3 separate regions of the Mus musculus genome follow, and all the other regions are linked to region 1. A link is a contact called in public Hi-C and HiChIP or PLAC-seq data. All regions are on one chromosome and are shown on one strand. Each heading gives the region's core, a stretch centred on a gene start, on an enhancer-like site or on the middle of the called end of the contact. The rest is flanking DNA. Distances are from core to core; before and after follow the strand shown. Region 1 overlaps A830009L08Rik (RIKEN cDNA A830009L08 gene). Region 2 holds the start of 4833422C13Rik (RIKEN cDNA 4833422C13 gene). Region 3 overlaps Ssbp2 (single-stranded DNA binding protein 2).

Evidence for each region. Hi-C and Micro-C count contacts between places; a contact is called where the count stands out from the background. HiChIP or PLAC-seq counts read pairs in DNA pulled down with a chosen protein or histone mark.
Region 2: a Hi-C map of muscle stem cells shows a contact between it and region 1, with 2.9 times the contacts expected there. The contact joins the promoter of 4833422C13Rik here to the enhancer-like site in region 1. A contact is called at or near these places in 2 of 39 promoter capture datasets (frontonasal cranial neural crest and hippocampal neurons), 2 of 484 Hi-C or Micro-C datasets (the HPC-7 cell line and muscle stem cells) and 1 of 9 other capture datasets (adipose tissue).
Region 3: a contact with region 1 is called in an H3K27ac HiChIP or PLAC-seq map of double positive thymocytes, with 7 times the contacts expected there. The contact joins two enhancer-like sites. A contact is called at or near these places in 1 of 15 datasets of contacts at CTCF or cohesin (pro-B cells), 29 of 484 Hi-C or Micro-C datasets (the C2C12 cell line, DN3 thymocytes, the HL-1 cell line and 21 more) and 15 of 115 datasets of contacts at active chromatin or transcription factors (the 230-238 cell line, T-cell acute lymphoblastic leukemia, astrocytes and 11 more).

Annotation. Positions count from the first base shown.
Region 1 is chr13:91,369,597-91,372,352 of GRCm38.p6, reverse strand. It overlaps A830009L08Rik (RIKEN cDNA A830009L08 gene), which reads left to right. Exons shown (of 3, transcript NR_045161.1): 3 at 929-2,756. Among named protein-coding and RNA genes, the nearest start is that of A830009L08Rik, 17 kb to the left of the region's middle. Within about 2 kb of position 1,337, at least 412 of the 459 cell types and tissues checked have an H3K27ac peak or open chromatin away from gene starts, as enhancers often do. A contact at or near this core is called in the C2C12 cell line, the HPC-7 cell line, LSK cells and 7 more, where this site is marked.
Region 2 is chr13:91,740,460-91,743,215 of GRCm38.p6, reverse strand. It overlaps 4833422C13Rik (RIKEN cDNA 4833422C13 gene), which reads left to right and starts at 1,344. Exons shown (of 2, transcript NR_015501.1): 1 at 1,344-1,794. Acot12 (acyl-CoA thioesterase 12) reads right to left here and starts at 1,695. Exons shown (of 15, transcript NM_028790.3): 1 at 1,556-1,695. The coding sequence starts at 1,685.
Region 3 is chr13:91,695,039-91,697,794 of GRCm38.p6, reverse strand. All of the region lies in intron 16 of Ssbp2 (single-stranded DNA binding protein 2), which reads right to left. Among named protein-coding and RNA genes, the nearest start is that of Gm22778, 27 kb to the left of the region's middle. Within about 2 kb of position 1,319, at least 33 of the 459 cell types and tissues checked have an H3K27ac peak or open chromatin away from gene starts, as enhancers often do. A contact at or near this core is called in the C2C12 cell line, LSK cells, double positive thymocytes and 3 more, where this site is marked.

The DNA.
Region 1 (2,756 bases), core at 88-2,587:
GAGCTTCCTAAAATATCCCTGGGGCTGATGCAATAGCAGTTTGTGGCGGAGCTGCATTGCCATGTGGTGATGGAATAACCTGGTGATGTAGAGGGAGCCTTTTAAGTCTTCGTGGGATCTGACCCAACGAGCCCTACTGAGAACAAGCCAGGTGGCACAGTGGTTAGTTCTCCGGTGTGGGAAGAATGGCGTTCCCCTTCACCCATCTACATCACTGCTCAGCCAGGGCATGGCAACTCTCAGGAGGGCAGTCCTGAGCAGTCCTGAGCAGTCCTTTCACAACCCTTCAGCTCTCTGAATGTCAAGAGATGCAAGGTTACCTAGTCCACCTTCACCCTGAAGAGAGCCCCCTGCTCTAGAATACCTTCTGGGTGACGACCAACTTGTGTTAGGGAAAGGAAGAGGAGCCCCTGGTCTGAAAGAAGAACTGAAAGATATTAGGACACAGTAGCACCCTAAGCTAGGCTATGGTCATCTCCAAATAAAAATGGTTGCTCAAGTTCTATGCCAGCTCTGGTTGTGCACAACAATTTGAATTTTCCATTGTGACTTCATCTTGCCAAAGAGTAAAACTCTTTTCTCCCTCTCCCAGGCCATTCTGTCTCTTAGAGGGTCAAGTGGGTCTGGCCCGAAGGGAAAAAAAATCCCCTTTACTAAAATGTAAAGTGCCAATCACCCCTACCTTCATCCCCACCCCTGATGCCCAAAGTGCTCAAAACTAAAATCTGCTGCATCTTTTCAGCAAGTAATCAACACAAGTTGAAAGACACATGCTGTTGCATTTCTGATCAGATTGTATGTGAGGCAGGAAAATATACTGCCCCCGTGCCCCTCCCCGCCTCATTTTAAAACATTTTTTTGGGGGGTGGCTAAATGCATGTCTGTTTAAAGAAGCCACCAGGCAGTGCCTCTCACTTTGTCTTGGCAGGGCACAACCATCAGACGAAGTGGGAGGAAGAAACATTAACTTCAACAGCTGTTTCTTGACCCCGGCTGTCAGTCTTCCCAAGAATAAATTTTGGAGAGTCCTATTTGAAACAAAGAGGGAGTTTTGGGGGAGAGAAAAGTTGGTTGGTTCCAGGGCAGCCGCCCAAAGAAGCAGGGAACAAGATGTTTGCAGTTACCACGCAGCCTGCAAGCCTCTGCCGGGTGCAGGCAAGGAGCAAAGTAACTTGAAAGCTCCCCTCTCGGCGCCCTGTGCCTGCAGCTTCCCCCCCTAACGCGCGCCCAGATCCAGCGCCGGTGGTAAGAGCCGAAGCTCGACTACAGTAATTCCCCAGCTCGGGCGGCTTGAAACTGCTCGGGCTGAATAGCATTTGCTGTTCCGTCCTGTGGCAGCCTCCCGCCGCCGCTGCCGCGCTCCCTGCAAAGCAGCTCTCATTATCCCGGAAGTTGTGCTGACACAGTCTCGCTGCCACCAGAAGTTTGTCAACATCAAACTTCTCCTGTGTGGGGTACGTTCACCTTCCACGAGTATTTAATCGAGCCAACAAGCAAACAAACAAACCCAAATAAACCTGCCCGTGATGTCATGGTCTTTTTTTTTCCCCCCTCTCTCTTTCCTGGAAAGGCTGGGGGCTTTTGGGAATTTGCTGGTGGGCTCTGAGAGCGACTGTGGGTTTCTAGAGGCTGGGTTGGGGCGGGGGGCAGGGACCTGCTCGAGTGGGCAGTGAGAAAGGGGCTGCGGGGCACTTGGGGCTGGAGGCTGGAGGGCTTGCAGAGAGAACTGGGGCCGAGCGGCAGATTGGTCCTGCAGCCTGTTGGCTTCCGCTTGTTTTTGAGGTTGCACCAGTTGGGCGAAGGTGGCTTTGCATCCTAGCCCCGCCACAAAGGTTATTTGAAAGCAGTGGCTAGGCAAAGTAGAAGAGTGCCTCCCCACCGCCTATGCCCACTGTGCATTTAAAACTCTTACAGGACGTTTAAACCTTTTTCGGAATAAAGGGCGTTGAGGTCATAAAATGAATTTTGAGACTTCACACTGCCACACAAGGGGAATCCTGGGATATAACCATTTCTGTCCTTAGTGGGTCTGTTCAGATACCAAGATGAACTCTCTAAACTTCAGACTCCGTGCCCTTTCAGCTCTCCTCTATAGTTTAAGTTGCCAGGCACCTGGTTTGGGTGTTTGTGGTTTACAGTTGCTCCCCACTTAGATGCTTGGTGCTACCCCCAAAGCTAGGGTGAGGAGTGGACAAGGCAGCTGGGATGAACCCTTTCCCTTTCATACATACGTTTAGACATTCCATCCTGCTCAGTTTGGGTGGGCCTGAAAGAACTGAGAGGGAATGGGCCTTCTTGAAGCTTGGGCACCACAGTTTTTCCAGCAAGGGGCTGATGAAAGGAGTTGCTGATCCTGACTTTGGATTTAATTTCTGGGGGCTAGAGCTACTGCATTCAAATCCAGGACCTTAGATAATGGGGGTGATACCCCCCCATTTCCAAGGTTATACACGGGTAACCACAAGGGTCCAGTGTCTCAACAGTGGGCAGACCAAAGCCTGGCTCCTTGAATTGGAGTCGTATCCACAGAAGAGACAGCAGTATTCTTCCCTATCCTCAAAAATAAATTTGAGTGGAAATAAACATCTCCGAAGAGAAATTATCCAACTCTACCCTTGCTGGAACGGGGAGGAAGTTGAATCCACTTAGAGAGCCAGGAGCTAAGTTTTTCTTCTTGCTGGTCTGCTGACTATGTGTTTAGAAAAATTAGCCTGTAGGCGTGGATCTTCAATAACAAGAAGACACTTTTCTTGTTT
Region 2 (2,756 bases), core at 95-2,594, 370 kb before region 1:
TCTGTGAAAAATGGGGGGACTTTGGGTTTTACCTCAGGGATGATGGGAAGATACAGAGAGGTCCTGAGTGGGAATCAGAGATATGATTCATGTATTGAAAGTTCACTGTGCATAGATAAGAGATCCCAGGGAATCGAGATAGCACTAGGACACCAAAAGACTTTCTTCTGAAGGGAGCGTGGCAAGGCTTGCTTGTATCCAAGACTATCACTGGTCCAAAGATGAGAGAAGTCAGCATGGGCACAGGAAATTCATGTACTGCTCAACCTAGGCTTTTAGTTAGAAAGCCATTTATATTACAACACACTGGTTTTAAAAGCAGGCCTTTCTTTTATCTTTAGGCGTAAGTCGGTCACAGTCAGATCATAAATCATAACAATGCTGAGCAGCTGCCTTTTCTGGGGTGGCCATAGCACAGCATTATGGACTGGGTGGCTTGGACAATAGACATTCGGTTTCTCAGAGTTCTGAAGGCTGTCAGGTCCACCAGACTGGTGAAAACTCTCTTCCTGGTTTGCAGGCCGGCTCTTGCTGCGGCCTCACGTGTCACGTGCTTCTAAGATCTAAAAGACTTAGTGCCCTGAGATGAGGTTGTGTTCTTCTCATCTCTTTAATCCTCGATTATACGACACAGCCACACCACGGTACTTGCTGTCACTTTCAAAATACAAACTTCAGAGATGGCATGGAGAGAGACATCATTCAGTCCTTATTAGATGATTTTGTGCCACCACCCCCAACGCTTAGTGCTGGGATGGAAATCACACCGGCCTCAAGCAAGCTAGGCAAGCCCTTCGCAACTGGATTATACCAGCAGGCCTTCTTACTCCCATTCTCTCTCAGGAATATCAAGTTTCCCCTGCCTGCCTAACAGTAAATGGTAGTAAACTGAACACAGAAGAGAACCTGGCAAAGGAGCAATCAAGCTTTTAAATCATGAAAAGCATGAATTCTGACCAGTTGTGCAAGAACACTTTTGCTGTTGCAGTAAATAATGTAGTTGTTTGTTAAGAAAATATAGTAACATGTGCACATTTGTGTGTGTGTGTGTGTGTGTGTGTGTGCGCGCGCGCGCGCGCGCGCCTATGAGACTACAAAGTGAATTGGGGTTTCATGCTTGCAGTGTGAACACTTTTTCCAGCCTCAGTTCTACTTAGTCAATAAACTCTATCTTTAGAATTTTAAATATGGTTAAGTACAGATATACGCAATCTATATAGCAAAGTCTTTGCGTGGAGGCGGGGAGAGGATGTCTTCACTTTGTTTTGTGAGTTGAAAGGAATCCAGCCAAATAAACATGTGAGAACCACTAGTCTAGGTCGCTGTCAGCAGCTATCTTAGTCATTCCTGTCTGCGGCTGCTCTCAGCTCTGGGAACACTGCCCTTTACTTTGCTTCCTTCCTTTTCCCACGCTCTCTCTGGCTTCCACGCCAGCCTAGCGCATCCCTAATTTCAGACACTCCAGTCCTTCAGGATCCCCGGACAGTATCACCTCCCTGGCCACCAGCAGCAGCCCTCCCCGACCGACGGTGCCCTCGCGTGGGCCGGCACCTACCCGCCAGGCAAGCGGTGGTGTCCATCCACTTGAGCAGCTGCCCTGCGCTCAGCTCGCCGCGGGAGTCGGCATGAGCCGGCTGGATGGCCTGGCTCATGAGCACCTCACCCGGCGCCACCATCGACTCCATCGTCCTGGCTGAGAGAACCCCAGACGCCAGCAGCAGGCCATCCCGATCCCCTGGGGCCCGCCCCCGCTCCAAAGGGCGCTGCCCGCGCCCGCTGCCAGGTGCTTAGGAGGTGAGAGGTCAGGGTCCTACGAGTCAGCCGGGGACTGTCGCGAGGAGGGCGAGGAGGGCGAGGAGGGTGAGGGAGTAGAGTACGCCAGCCTCTCTCGGAGCAGAACAGGAGCGCTGCCCTAGCTCCAAAACGCATGGGGCAGAGACAGGTGTTTCTAGAATGCAGGACAATGGTCATCATCAGAAGACCTTGGCAGAGGAGGGAGCTTTAGAAGGGATTGCATGCTCTCCGGAGAGGGCAGAGCCTTTGCTGTGGAAATGTTTTAGAGAGCTTGGCTTCTGTTTTTTGTTGCTTGGTTGGTTTAGTAGTTGGCCTTTTTCCCCCTGACAGACATTGCAACACTTACTGCTCCGGCCTTTGTTTAAACTCTACCTACAGGTTCTTAGGACACTACAGCGGCTCCAAAGATCATTTTGTTAGGAAACTGATTACACTGCCAAACAAACTGAAAAACAAACGTCCCGAGGAGCTGGAGGGTGTAGTGCATCAGTCACCAAAACTAGAGAAGGCAACATTCTGAGTTTTCTAGTGTCCCCCCACCCCAACGTTCATGGGAGAAAAATCTAGGACACTGTATATGAACTCGAGGCCCACACTCAAGGCTAGCAGGTGCTATACTTTGTAGAGTGTCAGCCACTGGCTTTACAAAGCAGGTCTTTTGGGGGAAACGGGATCAAAACCCTTCAGTGGCTCTCGGATCTGAGGATGGAGTAATGGAAGCCTGGAGGGGTGAGGTGGCTTGTCTGGTACTACCTAAAACATCAGGACGAGGTGGCAGGAACCAGGGCCTCCTGACTGTCCTGGGACCTCACTGACGCCTGGGAATATTGCTGCACTTTCAGCATTAGGTCTCTGGCCACCGAGCTCAGCCTGAGAGCATCAAAGACAGTCTGGGTCTTTAAAGATTTTTTTTAGAAATTATTATTTTAAAGTATGTGTATGTATTTATCTGTATGTGGGTA
Region 3 (2,756 bases), core at 70-2,569, 330 kb before region 1:
AGATATTGACAGCACTCTCATTTGGCTTAAGGGGAAAAAAGTAGAACCAAAATGTTATTTTAAATATATACCTATTTTGTCTGTTTTTTAAAATATACTTTGAGATAGCAGGTCCTAGTATGAACTTTTAGAGTCTTTTCCTTCTACCACCTAGCTACTATTCTACAGCATCCATTAAACATAGTCACTACGTCTGCTTGAAGGATACTTTAGATCACAACACTTTCCAAGTCTGTTTCTATAAATATTCTGTTTTCTTAATGAGAAATAAAGAGTAGTTATGTTCCTCTGAATATAACATGAAATAACTTAATGCTTATGTGACCACTTAAACTTGGGCTTCCATTGTTTCCCAACAATAGCAGCAGTGGACAGGACAGGCAAGGTAGCATGCCACTATTGCAACTGTGGTACTAATAGCACATCTGCTAATCTGGTTATAGACTAAGGCCACAGGAAAACATTCTTCCAAATCAATCCAACTGCTTTCTTTGAGCTATTTCTGTATCTGCACCACCTAAAATAAGTATTTACAGCCTGTGAACACTAGGGGGCAGCTTTGATTCTTGAAAGGAGACTTGTTTTGTTCACTTGGCCCTGTCGATCATGTTCGCAGTGCTAGCTTTGTGGATTTTGGCATGTTTGTCTTGATGTAATTAAGTCAAGCAGCATGTCGGGAGAGAATGGGTTACTATCTAGTATACAGCAAGCACTGAACAGTTGTTTCCTCATTCTCTGGCCTTTTGGTTTAACCTCTAGGGAGAGAATGGCAGCCTCCAAGGGCAGACTGCTAAACACACAAGCGTCTAGTTCTGTGCCTTAAACTCCAGACTCTGGACTGTCAAGCTGGTATTTTTGAGTTCACTAAATAGTTCCTCATTTTCTTAGTTAAGGTACAAATAAAGTCACTGGAGATAGCTACTTTGTCCTTAAACCCGTGCTTGTAAGCACAGAATCTTTTTCTCTATTGTCCTCTCTCCGTTCACTGCTTGGTCTACTTTAAAATAAACAAAAAAGTGTGGTGGCATTTATATACAGGCAACACGAAGTGTACTCAATGGACTCCACAACAGAACACATGGAACTGGCAGGGAGAAGTGGGGGAGGGGGACAGGAAAGAATTGGAGGGGAAGGATTGAAGGGACAGATTTGAGCAAACATATTGTATGACATCCTTATACAGTAAAAACTGTGGTAATAGAAAGCAAGCCACAGATGACAAAGATACCAGCTGCAGTAGGTGAACTCTCCTTACTGGACAGACCAGAGGACCAAGTAGTCATTAGGACTGAGCACTTCTTTCTAGACTGTGGTAGCCATCAATCACCCTTGCCACACCCCACTGTGCTCAGTCTCTAACCATCAACCAGGAAGGGGATGCAGTGTCTCTGGCTGCTCTCAGCTCTTTTCCCTTTTGTGAACTCTCCTTCTGGGGCAAGAGAGGGAAGGAGGAGCTTCAGAGAGCCTGGTTTTCAACTCCACCCTGTAGTTTTACTTGGCACTGAAGCTCCTCTGAGTTCAGGGCAGCCAGGCCAGGCCAGGCTGATTTTGACAGACTTCCAACAACTTATGAGATGGTCCTAAACTACGCCAGCTATCTCTTATCACATATGTATGTGAAATACGTTTTTATGTTGATGACTGTAAAATAAAAACCATTCAACTCTGAAAAAAATCAGATTCTCTATGTCCTGAAGTAACAAGCATTCAGCGAAAGCCTCTTTACATAAAACACACAAGACAGCATTCCGGAGGCAAAGGCATACAGAGCTCTGTGAGTTCAAGGCCAGCCTAGTCCAAACAGAATTTCTAGGACAGCCAGAACTACACAAAGAACATACACTTGGTCTCTCTCTCTCTCTCTCTCTCTCTCTCTCTCTCTCTCTCTCTCTCATACATCCACTCTCATACACACAGAGAACATTTCATTAGATCTTGTGTTTAATAAATTATAAGAAAGTGCACATCAAAAACCGTTTTAAAATGCATTTCTTTATGATTTGTTACTAGTAAGTGCTTGATTTGTCTGTCTGTTTTCCACCTACGTGCTTCAGGTTGCAAGTGGGACGTTCAAGGGGCCCATCATGACCAGCATTTGAACAGATTCTGTCAGAGTGAGCCACTCAGTGCTGGCTTTTTGTGTCTTTTATGTCACTTAACACACTGTCCTCTGGTTTGGTCAGAGTTGTTCAACAGAGTGGTATTCTATTACATAAGGCTCTATTTTTAATCCACAGTTTACTTCACCCCTTTGCTGTCAACAGTGTACTACAGAATGCATACATGTTAGTCCCCTGTGATCATCTGTTAGCAGAACTGTACTCCTGACTGACACACATGCTATGCTCCTCACTCTGGAATACAAAAGGAGATAAATGTGTTTTATTAGATAAAGTGAACATTAAAAATGACTGGCTTGTCCTTGTTCCAGGGGAAACAGAGACCATGGTCCTAAAATAATGCCTCTTGTAATCTCACATGTGGCTTAAACCCTGAGCTGTCTCCTGATTTTTCTTGCTTACTCACTGATGGCTAGGCTATCTCATGTAATTTTATCTACCTTCTTTGTCCTACTAATCATATAAAGCAAATTAGAGAGCAGAAGAAAAAAAAACCCTTTTTCTAGCCTACATTCAGGGGCAGCCTCATTTCTAATGGAGACTATAGGTTGAGACCAAGAAGCAAAGGAATCCACAGAACATCAAACTCTGGACTCCATGTTGGGCATCACTCTGCACTAAAGTCGAATGCTATTA